Regions from separate parts of the Capsicum annuum genome. Here region 2 is linked to region 1. The links are chromatin contacts, called in public Hi-C maps. All regions are on one chromosome and are shown on one strand. Each heading gives the region's core, a stretch centred on a gene start, on an enhancer-like site or on the middle of the called end of the contact. The rest is flanking DNA. Distances are from core to core; before and after follow the strand shown.

Evidence for each region. Hi-C and Micro-C count contacts between places; a contact is called where the count stands out from the background.
Region 2: a Hi-C map of leaf shows a contact between it and region 1, with 1.8 times the contacts expected there. The contact joins the enhancer-like site here to the promoter of LOC107842518 in region 1. A contact is called at or near these places in 3 of 5 Hi-C or Micro-C datasets (bud, leaf and placenta).

Annotation. Positions count from the first base shown.
Region 1 is chr9:114,799,497-114,805,734 of UCD10Xv1.1, forward strand. LOC107842518 (NADH dehydrogenase [ubiquinone] 1 alpha subcomplex subunit 9, mitochondrial) reads right to left here and starts at 3,281. Exons shown (of 13, transcript XM_016686417.2): 1 at 2,975-3,281; 2 at 2,757-2,853; 3 at 2,110-2,174; 4 at 1,923-2,008; 5 at 1,628-1,712; 6 at 1,478-1,548. The coding sequence starts at 3,074.
Region 2 is chr9:114,931,270-114,937,279 of UCD10Xv1.1, forward strand. No RefSeq gene overlaps it. Among protein-coding and RNA genes, the nearest start is that of LOC107842519, 7.4 kb to the left of the region's middle. Within about 2 kb of position 1,337, at least 4 of the 5 cell types and tissues checked have an H3K27ac peak or open chromatin away from gene starts, as enhancers often do. A contact at or near this core is called in bud and leaf, where this site is marked.

The DNA of each region.
Region 1 (6,238 bases), core at 2,031-4,530:
TGTTCATTTCTACTTTGGTAGTTTTTTTTTTTTTTTTTGAAACTGATAACGAGTCCTTTCTAGTTTCTTCTTTGGTATCAAGGCTATGTATGTGGAATTGTAGCTTTTCTCAAAAATTTCATGTGTATGGAAATTGTGCATAGTATCCATAATGTCTTGTTTCAACAACTTCCCAGCATTTGATGAAAAAACCCATACGGAACCATCAAGCTAGGGGCTTTATCCATGACACACACATCTCCAGATAATCAAAAACCTCCTTCTCATCAAAATTTCTTTGTAAGAACTTATTCACCTCTTTCGAGATGGATGATAGTTAATTGGATTGAATGAAGGTCTTCCAATTTCCTGTTTCTGTGAACACCTTCCGGCAGAAATCACTAATTTCCTTAGTTTTGACTCAGAGATTGGTTTGGTTTTGATCACATACACAAAGTGGACATTGGTTTGGTCTTGGTCATATACACAAAGTGGACATTGGTTTGGTCTTGGTCATATACACAAAGTGGACATCGGTTTGGTCTTGGTCTTAACCACAAAGCGGACATCGGTTTGGTCTTCAACTTAGACACAAAGTGGACCGGTTGAAATATGCACACACGTAAAGTAGGAATGCAACATCAGTTATTTCATTCTCAGGTAAAACCTTACATAGAGGGTGTTTGGATGAGCTTTGAAAAGTAGCTTATAAGTTAAAAGCTAAAAATCATGAGTAGGGGAGACCCCCTACTTTTGGCTTTTGGCTTATTTTTGTACGTTTTTTGGCCTAAAAGTGTGTATTTATAAGCACTTCTTTTTTTGCTAGACACTACTAAAAACTAAAAAAAATGCTTAAAAGCCAAAAGCACTTAAAAATAAGCCAATCCAAACACCCCCATAACAACCAATTTTATCATCCCCAGAGTACTTCTATGATTATGCAATTCCCACCTAGTTAATGTAAGTCAAAGAAAATTCATGTTCTTGGCAAGGTTGAAAGAAGTCTCATTTTCCACAAACTGCACACAACTACAATCAGAAAGGCAGATAGGTAAAGGCATTGTAAGTCTGCACACACATTCACAACGAAGTTTATCTTTTTGAAACTGTTATATGCACAATGACATACAAAAAGTCGGTAGGGCTCTCCAAGTAAAACCAAAGTTCACCATAAGATAAACAGCACTGAGAATAAAAGGGGTAAGACCAACAGCACTGGGAACCACATGTTCTATAAAGAGAAGCGAATGATACCACCCTCGGAAAACCACGGAATAAGTTGTAATGACTTTATGTGCTAATTTCAGATTGTCTTCAGTGTCGTAAATCACAAGTTGACAAATTGGACAACATTGTACTTATCAAAAGAAAAGAAACAGATTAAACCAAAGTCCCAAACAATGCACTGGATATCTTTTCCAGATTGAGACGAAGCTTATTTCAGCTTATAATCAACTAATCTAAGTGCAGCAGAAGGCAATATAACAGCAGAACCTACCATTGCGAGCTGTTCGGCCATATGGTGATTGACTTCCTCAAAGCTGTAATTTCTTGTCTCATATTCCCTTCCTGGAAACCATAAAGCTTTATGGAAATGATTGTAAGGATATCTTTGTGGACCACTGATTAAAAATTCCAGAAGGCATACCGATGAGATTGATCACAACATTAGCTTTTGCCATCACTGCCTTGACTGAATTTTCATCCCTGGGATTGTATTTCATAGGAACAATCTAGGCAAGATAAAAAAAGAGAGGCAGTAACCCCATAAAAATGTGAAATGTTTTCATAACTCCTGTTTTTTGCTTAAGATAAGCTCAAGAACATCAGAAAATAATAATAACAATAATAATAATAATAATAATAATAATAATAGTAACAATTAAAAAAAACAGCTCAGATAAAATAAAATAAGTTCTATGTGAGCACAGCTGTTAATATACCTGTCCTAAGTCACCCATTAACTTAAGATGACGAGGAGAATCCTCAGATCCACGAAAAGGAACCAACACTTGACTGCCCATTTTAGCTGTGAGCTCAAACAGAAAAAGGAAAACAAGAATCATTTATCTCAAGAACTCTTTTAACTTCGTCTGTATTGTAAGTAACAAAAAAGGTGATTAGAAGTACCAAGCTGTTGCACAAGATAACGCCCGAGAAATCCAGTAGCTCCAAAGACTGTAGCAACTATTCCACTGACAAACAACGGATTCAAAAAACATGTAAAATCAACAATACATACTTGTAGTTGCACACATAAAAAAGAAACAAAGAATCTGCACAAAAGCTACGACTCATCATGTAGGTATTCAAAAAGAGAGTACCAGAAGCTCCAGAACAACCAATAAGCAAAAATAACATAAAATCCTGAATCATTCACAGTGAGTCAAAACAATGACAAAAGTTCAATGGAATTTCACAGTATTAAGAAACGAAAAATGATATATCAAATTTAGTGGAATAGTATAAGATTGAACAACTACTACCCAACCCTCAATCCCAAACTAGTTAGGAAGTTATATAAATTCTCAATGTCCATTTTGGTCTATTTGGGCCCATATTATTCCAATACTCAATGATTTGACTTGTAAGACAAGGAGTTGTCTAAATCTAGAGATCAAAATCTTAAAGTTATCCCTCGACTAGCAAACTCCCGACCTAATTAAGGAATGTACCAAATTAACCAAAGCATTAGCTCAACAAATTGGTATCATCTTACACGGCGGCTATGAAATAAGATTTTTAAGAAAAGGCAAGTCATTCAATATTGCACTTACCTAACGGATGATCTTCCACCAGTTCCCTTGCGAACTAGAGGTCCCGTACCCCCGGTGACAAGGTTAGATGCGAAGCGCGGAGTAAGATAACCATAGTCTGAAATAAATAAAATAAAAAAAACAGAACATAATCCGATACGAGAGATCACCACACTGTGGGAAGAAAATAACAAATGAAAACTTGAGTTGCCCTTGAAATGAATAAATAGGATACATACAGTGATCATCACAAAGGGGATAGAGGGACTTGAAAGATGAAATCGCAGGCGAATGATGTTTCAAAGATCGCTGCCCTAATTTTCTCGTGATTGCCTGCATCTTCGTTCGACAGAAGGATATCGGTGCTGTTTGGAAATTGGGGAAAGTGGTTGGGGAGATTGAATTAGAGGTGACAAAAGAGTTTTGAAGTGAAAGTGTGGTGATTCAGATGTTAATAATTGAATGTAGTCGATAATATTATTTAATGATGAGTTGAGAAAGTTTGAGATTTACTTGTACTCTTTTCGTTTCATTTTATGATGTTTCATTTTACTTGTCCTTTTTTACTTATCAAATAAATCTTTTTCTCATTATATCCTTAATGTAATTAATTACTCTTTGTTATTAGTCATTCATTAATATTGAAACTAATAACAAGACACAATTAAAACGCGAAAAATGGTAAAATTATACATTATCAATCATTATTTTCTTAATAGTTGTGCCATCTCAATTTGGGATGGGTAAAATAGGAGGAGGGAGTAATTTTTTTATTAGGTAAAAAAAATGCATGTTTTTCTTTTTTTACATTTATTGTCTCTCTCTTTATTTTTATTGTTGTTGTTACTTTTTTTATTATCTTCATTATTGTCATCTTCTTCTTCATTATCAGTATCTTCTTCTGAATCATCATCATCATTTTCTTATTCTTGACCATATTGTTGTTGTTACCGCTACTGCTGTTATTGGATCAAATTTTTAGATCAAATATTATTCATATATCACTGGGCATTACTTCATAGGCGATTTTGTACGTAAAATTATGATTTGTAGTTGAATATCTCATCTGGTATATCTGCTACTGTTGTTTTTTCAACAATGGATAGAACCTGAAGCTGAATCCAACAGATGAGTTATCTGTTGCACTTGTTGCAACAAAAGCTAAAGTTGATTCCAATAGTTAAGTCATCTATTGCAATATGCGAGTCATCTATTGCAATAAGTGGGTCATCTGTTGTTGGGATTCATGTTACAATACTATAGAAACTAAAGTTGATTCCAACAAATAAGTCATTTGTTATAACAGATAACTCACCTATTAGGATTTATGTTACAACACTATAAAACCTAAAGTTGATTCCAACAGACGAGTCATCTGTTGCAATAGACGACTCACCTATTGGGATTTATGTTACAGCACTATAGAACCTAAAGTTGATTCCAACAGATGAGTCATCTGTTGCAACAGATGACTCACCTGTTGGGACTCATATTACAGCACTCTAAAATCTAAAGTTGAATCCAACAGATGAGTCATTTGTTGCAATAGATAACTCATCTGTTAGAATTAGCTTCATGTTCTATAGTACTGTAACAAGAATCCCAACAGGTAGGTCATTTGTTGCAATAAATGACTTACTTGTTACAACAGATGACTCATCTGTTGGAATCAGTTTGAAGTTTTATAGTACTACACATCAATTCCAGCAGATGGATAATTTGTTGCAACAGGTGATTACATTGATAATGATAGTGTAGTGTATATAATTATTTTTATTGTTGTATATACTATACTATCATTATTAATTTTACTATAATATCATGATTAACCTTTTTAACAAATGTCTTCAGGTACTATTAATCGATATATTTAGCGTTGGAAGGATAGTGAAATGTTAAAGACGATAGCAATGACAGTCCGAAGAGATGTTTTGTATGATGATTTTATGAACTTAATCATCAACTATTGTGGACTAAATTGTCAATAAAAATATTTTGTTATTAATTAAATGCATATTGAAAATCAGAGGGTTCTAGCTTTTAAGATAAGCGATCTGGTTCGTTTGAGTGCTTATCTGAGTGATGCAGCTAGGCCGACTTTAAGGGTGTATGTGGTTGAAAAACCAATAAAGAATCAGAATTAGAATATAGAACAAAAACAACAAGATATGTTTGATGATAAATTGAATGATCTGGAATAATGAGAGTAAAGATGAAGTGAAGAAGGATCATCAAATACCTACGCCCATTGTTGCGATCAATATAGTGGGTAGTTCTCAATCAACACAGTTGAGCAATCTTCAAGACGATGAGACTAGTTTTTATAAGGAAATGCCATTCAAGGATGAGGAAGAACTAGTCAATTTATTAAATATTGCTTGTTTGAAAAAAGATTTCCGATTGAAGAAGGTGATTAATTCATGAAATGTATTTTATTTTAGATGCGCTCATTCAAAGTGCAAGTGGTGATTGGGGGTTGTGAAATTTATAAGTTCTAACAGATTCGTCATTAGAACTTATGAAAAATATCACACACGTGGCTCAAAACATATTACGAGCCATATTCTACATGTCACAACAAAGATCATCGATAAATACTTCAAAAAAAGATTCCCCAGTGGCAAAGGCCCTTCTACAAGAGATATGGACAATTTCCGTACAAAATTAGGTTGTAAGGTGATTTATTGGAAAATTTATAAAGGCATGGAGATTTCAAAGTCTCTTGTTAGGGAAACACATGAGCATGGGTATGCAGTGCTTGATGCCTACCGTTACATACTTGAGTCCACAAATCCCCAAAGTAAGACGGTATTGCAGATTGATGAAAATAGAAGGTTCAAGTACTTTTTATAGCCTATGGTGCTTGGATTCTTAGTTTTCAACAATTGAGAAAAGTCATAGCCGTCGGCGGGATATTATTGAGGAGCAAGTATGAAGGAGTTTTGTTATCGGCGATGCACAAAATACAGAGAATCACATCTTTTTGATGACTTTTTGTGTAATGTGATGCCTCGTATCAATATATTTTGAACAAATGAGAAGCTGCGTAGATGATACCGATGAGTTGTGTATAATTTCGGATAGACATCCAAGTATCCAAAAGATGGTGTCAATTTTCTAGCCTTCAGCTCACTATGGTTGTTGCATGAGGCGCCTTGGGAAAAATATTTGAAACAACTACCACAACTCAAAGGCCGTCTCTCATTTTTATAAAGCAGCTAACGCGTATGATAGAGCTAAATTCTTAGACCATTTCAATCAAATAAGGGATATGGTATCCAAAGCAGCAGAATATCTCAAAAGCATAGAATTCGAGAGACAGAACCATGCATTTTGTCCAAAAAATAGGTACATTATTCATAAATTTAATGTTTTGTTTGAGTTTATTGTAATACTACATCGTACTAAGTGATTCTTTTGAATAGGTATAATATTATGACGTCAAACATAGTTAAATAGGTGAATGAAATATTTGACGTTGAAAGAGAATTTCCCATTGTGAT
Region 2 (6,010 bases), core at 87-2,586, 130 kb after region 1:
CTCCCTTCCCTTAACTTCCTTGAGGTGGTGCGTTAGACCCTTGGGCCTTTTATGCCCTATTAGCGAGTTTGGTGATTATGGTGGTTGCAGGTCCCAAAGATTATGTTAATTCAACTTGCCCATGCCCATTCACGAGTTGGGGTCTGTGGCTTCCACACAATGTAGAAGTGATTGCCCTTTTTGTGAGTATCCCCAGGGTCATACCTTAAGCATTTCCCATCATTGATTCTGCTCGAGTATATTTTGAGACCAATTTAGTAAGTGTTGACTCATTGTTATTGATGATACAAGATCAACACAAATCAATTTTTATTTTTTATATTTCTTTGCAAAATTATCTTCGATGTCGAGCCGTAGATATCTCGCGCAATTCAATCAGAGATTACTTTAAGTCTATTTGTTTGAACCTCAAGTTTGAAGATGGATCCCTATTTATTTTTATGGTTGTGCTACTAAGTCTAGACATCTCAGAGAGCTATAGAACGTAAAATCGAGAGAAAATTTCTCCATTTTAGTCATTTTTGACTTAGGACTCTTTGATGGGGGACAATTTGTATTTTTGTAATGATTTGAGGGTTAATCATGCTCGAAGCTCCCCGAAGGTGTGTAAGATGCATCCTCGAATTATCGCTCTTGGATGATCAGTCCCCACGTCAAGTGTAAGTTAAGACATTTCAGTAAGGTGTCATGTTAATATTGTCTCAACCGAATATTTTGTCCTGAGTCTAATATTTTAAGATACATGCTATGATCTTTGCAGCAGTCCCTAGTACTCTTTTTTGTTGTCTTGAGATGCTCTTAGATAGTGGCTTACCCTGGATGATTAGGGTTTTGGGGGGCCTGATTTTTGGGATTGGGGATCCTTAGCATAAAGCCTTTTTCCCATGAGTGCACTACAGTGTGTGAGTAGCTGAGAGAGATCTTGACCCGTTAGTTGAGAGGACCGCGATTAAGCTCTCGCAGTATTGAGCAATTAAGTTTTGGTGGCTCGTTCCCCCTGGCCGAAGGTTTTGGTGAATTTGGCTTTTGATTTTCTCTCACAGTACTTGATATTTTGAAATACATTTTTTGTTTATAATTTGTGTTTTTGAGACAGTTAGATCATATACTTAATTTTCGAAATGTTTTTGTCCCAATCTCCTTCCATAAGTCCTTACTGCTACCTCATTAAAAATCATGCCTACAAAAACCCTCATTGGGGACAAAAGGCTTGGTCAAATGAAAAAATAGTGTAGCTCATCCTTTCAGGCGTTCAGTCTTGATTCTGCGGTTGATGGGTTCCCTTTCTCCTGGTGCCTTTGAGGGTTCTGCTCGCCCCAGGCCATGGATGTTGAGTTCAGACTCCCAATAAGAGGTTGTCCCTCCTCCGAGAGCAAGAGTTGTTGTCAAGAACCTGCCATACCATGGAAAAAGAGAAAAATAAGTAGTTAGGAATAATTTAAAAGAAAGAGAACGTACCCATTGTTCTGTATGGGTTTTAGTAACTTATCGTCTTGCAAGGGAAACCTAACTTACGACCTGCTTGTTCCCTTCAACTTTTTCCCTATAGTTTACCTTGGTGCAGTCACTTAAGAATGCCCTCAAGTATCCATGCTTGAGTAGCTCGACCACCGATTCTATTAGATGATAACAATCCCCACTGTCATGCCCCTATATCCTATAAATTTGCACCATGCATTCTAGTTTTGAGGATCAAAGTCGGTGCAAATGGGTTTCAGGAATTTTGTCCTTTTGATGTCTTAGATAACCGACACTAGTTCCCCCAAATTGATGGTGAAGTGATACTCTAAAAGAAGGGGAATATTGTCGATGACGTATACCACGTGTTTTGGATCTTCTCTAGCCCGAAGGCCCCTTTGCTTTAAGTCCCTTTTTCTAGTATATGGTGAGATGATGGAGTGAGGGCCGATGTGCCTTCTTAAACCCGCTCTTGGATCCATTGTGTAGGGGTGTGTCGTCCTTAGGGTGTTCCCTATAAATTCCCTCAATGTGAGATGCTTTGAGACGATTTATCCCCTTGGTGCAATGAGTTTTTTCAACCACTGATTTATTCTACACCCTAGGGGTGTTCCATTCGACTCACCTGTAATCATCCTCAACTCGAAATATGGACTTGGATTGACTATGCACATCTACCCACATTATATTCTCGAACTCTGTCAGGCTTTCTTTCAGTTTGGATGAAGTAACTTAGCTCTTGAGATTTAGTCCTTTAATGAAGGATTCTAAGTATTCTTTTGGTACAATGGGCTGCTGCATCCACTCCTTCTAGACCTATCAACGGACTCCAAAAGTAATTCTATTTCTTTCTATTTTATTTTAAATAAGTCCTCTCTATGGCGTCACACTTTCGTAGCTCCTGCATGAGCCCTAACAAAGTTATATGCCAACATGTTCAAATATTCAATAGAATTTTTAGGTAGGAGAGAATACCATACTAGAGCCCCGCGTGAATGGGTTTTTGCTTGCTATTTGACCATCATTGACTCGATCTCCTCCATTATCACATAGTTCCCATTTACAACCGTTCTGAAGAATAATAGATATTCTTGAGAATATCTAGTCCCATCATATTTGGTGATGTCTTGCATTTTGAATCTTATGGGTATGGGCCTTGTCACCACACTAGACTTGCAAGGCACCTTCGCATAGATTTTCAAGTTTGGACCATTGGCTATGGGAGGAACTAACAAAATAACGATCCTTACAATTGTAAAGCTCTATATTCCGCACCTTCATCTCTTCCCTTAGTATTTATATCACAGACTCCAGCATAAAGGTTGAGGCTTCCAGCTCACCCCTTGACTTTCTAGGATTGTGTCTGTTAGACCTTCCATTGAACTTCTCATCATCATCGCCTTCTCATTTTTTTTTTGGAGGAAATCAAAGTTCCTTGGGTCAGACCATACTGAAACTCATTCATTCGCCTATCCTAGGCTTCCACCTTTTTCATCAGCTTTCTCTATCTTGCTACATTGTGTGCTGAAAGTACCCCATTAGTATGCTCTCCATTATTGGCAATTATCCTAGCATAGATTTACTGAAACATAAAACAAACAAATTAACAAAGACTAAGAGAGATTAAGCCAACTCAGTTGCTTTGGCCCCACAGTGGATTCCAAACTGTTTACTATGAATTTAGAACAATTATATTTATACGTACGTCAAGAGTGTTGCATCCTATTTCGAATCGGTCAAAACAATATACAACATAAATGGTTATGACTCTTTGACTTTGAAAATTCATTTAGTGTCACAACCGAACTTTTAGGAAAAATTAGAAAAACTATTTTTTGTAAAACTCTACTTTTGGTATTTGAAAACTTTGAAATTCTGGAAAAGGATTTTGGTTGCTCGAGGAGAAGGTGTTAAGCAGCCATCACAGCCCATCCGAAGATAATCATTAAAACTTAGTTTTTGTAATAAAACAATTGGAAAAATATTTGCTTTTAGATTTTCTAAAAAAGTGATAAGAAACCCAAGGTATATAGATGTAATGCTATCATATACAAGGAAGTAATAAAATTTTCGCAAAATATATATTTATGCTTTCAAAAATATGGGGAAAAAAAAGAATAGTTATAATACATATGTTAGAAAATATAAAGTCTTATGATTTTATAAGAAAATATGTTTAAAAAGTGCATGATATTAACCACGTGAATAAAATAACTCTAAAGTGAAGAAAATGTAGTCTCAAAAGTATGTGAGGATTTATATATTATAAACATGAATGTATGTATATTGTATATTTAAGAGTGTATATGGAAAAGTAGTGAAAATTCTTTTAATTTCTATAACTCCATTAAATTGAAACTAAGTGAAAAATAAAATGTAATAGTGAAGTGTATAAATGTGATAGAGTTGATAAAATGGATAAATAATAATAATTTGATAATTATAGTATTTGTAAAAATAATAATACTTAATATAATAAAATAATGATAATAGTAATAAAATATACCTTATATACGAGTGTAAGGACACATGTACAATTTGTGTTTTGGAAACTTAAAAAAAATTCGAAAACTTGAAACACATGTTGAAAAATATAGAATATAGTAAAATGTTTGGACTGTTTGATTTTAAGGAAAAGAAATAGATTTTAGTGCGTAAACATTTATCTAAGGAATTCGAGTTTGGAAATCAACGATTGAGGTCAAATACGTTCTTACTAAAAAAAAAAAAAAGATATTTTACTATAATTAATCTAGTTATAATTAGCTAAAATTTGAATTTGCTAGAGCCTTTTATCAAAGAAAATTTATCTTTACGAGCTGAATAAATCATAAATTAATTGCCAAAATGTGAGAACATTAGCCTACTTCAAAGGAAACACACAAATAATAAATCAATATAAAGTAGTAAGTAAATAATATTATCTTAAAAAATTTTAATAATGAAAAAAATAATTAGTTATCACTTGAAGCTAAAAATCACAACATAATATCTATAATCTATAATCTATATCTATATAATATATTAAAAGTGTGAAGACCCTTAGAAAAGTGATTTGAACTTTTTGCCCTTCATTAAAAGACTCTACAATAGATAAAACTGTCTTTTCATTATTTTTCTAATATTTAAAACTTAAAATTCATTTAAATTTAGTTATTAAACCTTTCCTTTTTGGATTTATATACCTTAAATTTTAGACTTTTAAATTAATGAAAATATTACCTTAACTAAATCTTTAAAATAAAGTCAATTAGTTGAAAAATCTACAATGATCAATTACGTGAGCAATTAATATTGTGGTACAACTTACGTAAAATACAATTGTTTTAAAGTATACCAAAAATAATCTATATATAATCTATATATAATCTCTCTCTTTCTCTCTCTATATAATATTATATAATATTATAAAAGTGTGAAAACCTTAGAAAAGTGATTCGAACTTTTTAACCTTCATTAAAACACTCTCCTTTAAACAAAATCATCTTTTTTATATTTTTTTAAATTATAATTATACATAAATACAAATAATATATATTTTTGGAAAAATAAAAAATCACCATTATTAAAAGAGTCCTAATATAGTACCTTATATTTGGCAAATAAATATAAATTTGCGAAATTTGAAATAGAATTCAGCATATACACTAACATAATAAATTTGTCCTTTTTTGGACAGTTTCTTTATTTTTGAAAAAAGAAGGTCTAAAAATGTGTATAAATTATTTTAAACTTGCATTCAACGTTTGTGTATATATCTGTGTATATATATATAACTTTTTTTACTTTTACTATATTTTCTTATTTTATTTTCATTCAAGTCGGCCTTTAGGATCAAAATTTCCTCTCAACAAAAATTGAAAGGGTAGTTTTAATTGTATTATTTTGATATCTTTATTATCGTATTATTTTATTTTAATTTACAGATAGTAGATGAATGTCGATCGACTTTGAAGATTTTTTTTGGGGTAAAGGTTGGGTTTAACTATATTATTTTAATATCTCTATTACTGTATTATTTTGTGATAGTTTACAGGTCGTAGATGAATGTTGATCAACTTTGAGAAATTTTTGTGTGTAAAGGTTAGGTTTAATTGTATTATTTTGAAATTTATTTTATCGTATTGTTTTGTTATATTTTACAGGTAGAAGGTAAATGTCAAGTGACATTGAATATTTTTTTTAAAGTAAAGATTAGATTTAATTGTATTGTTTTGATATCTCTGGTTTGAGAATTTTTTTTGTTAAGTCTAGATGTATTGTTTTGATATTGCTATTTTCAAATTATTTTGTTGTAGTTTACAGGTGGCTGATGAATGTCTGTCGGCTTTGAGGAATTTTTTTTTGTATAAGTTAGATTTAATTGTATTATTTTTATATATCCTTATCATCGTGTTGTTTTGTTGTAGTTTATAGGTGGTAGATGAATGTTGATCGGCTTTGAGAATTTTTTGGTAAAGTTTAGGTTTAATTAAATAAATTCTCCATCTTTACATATTTAAAAGATGTTGAATTTAATTATTACACTCATCTTTATCAATTTAAATAAATA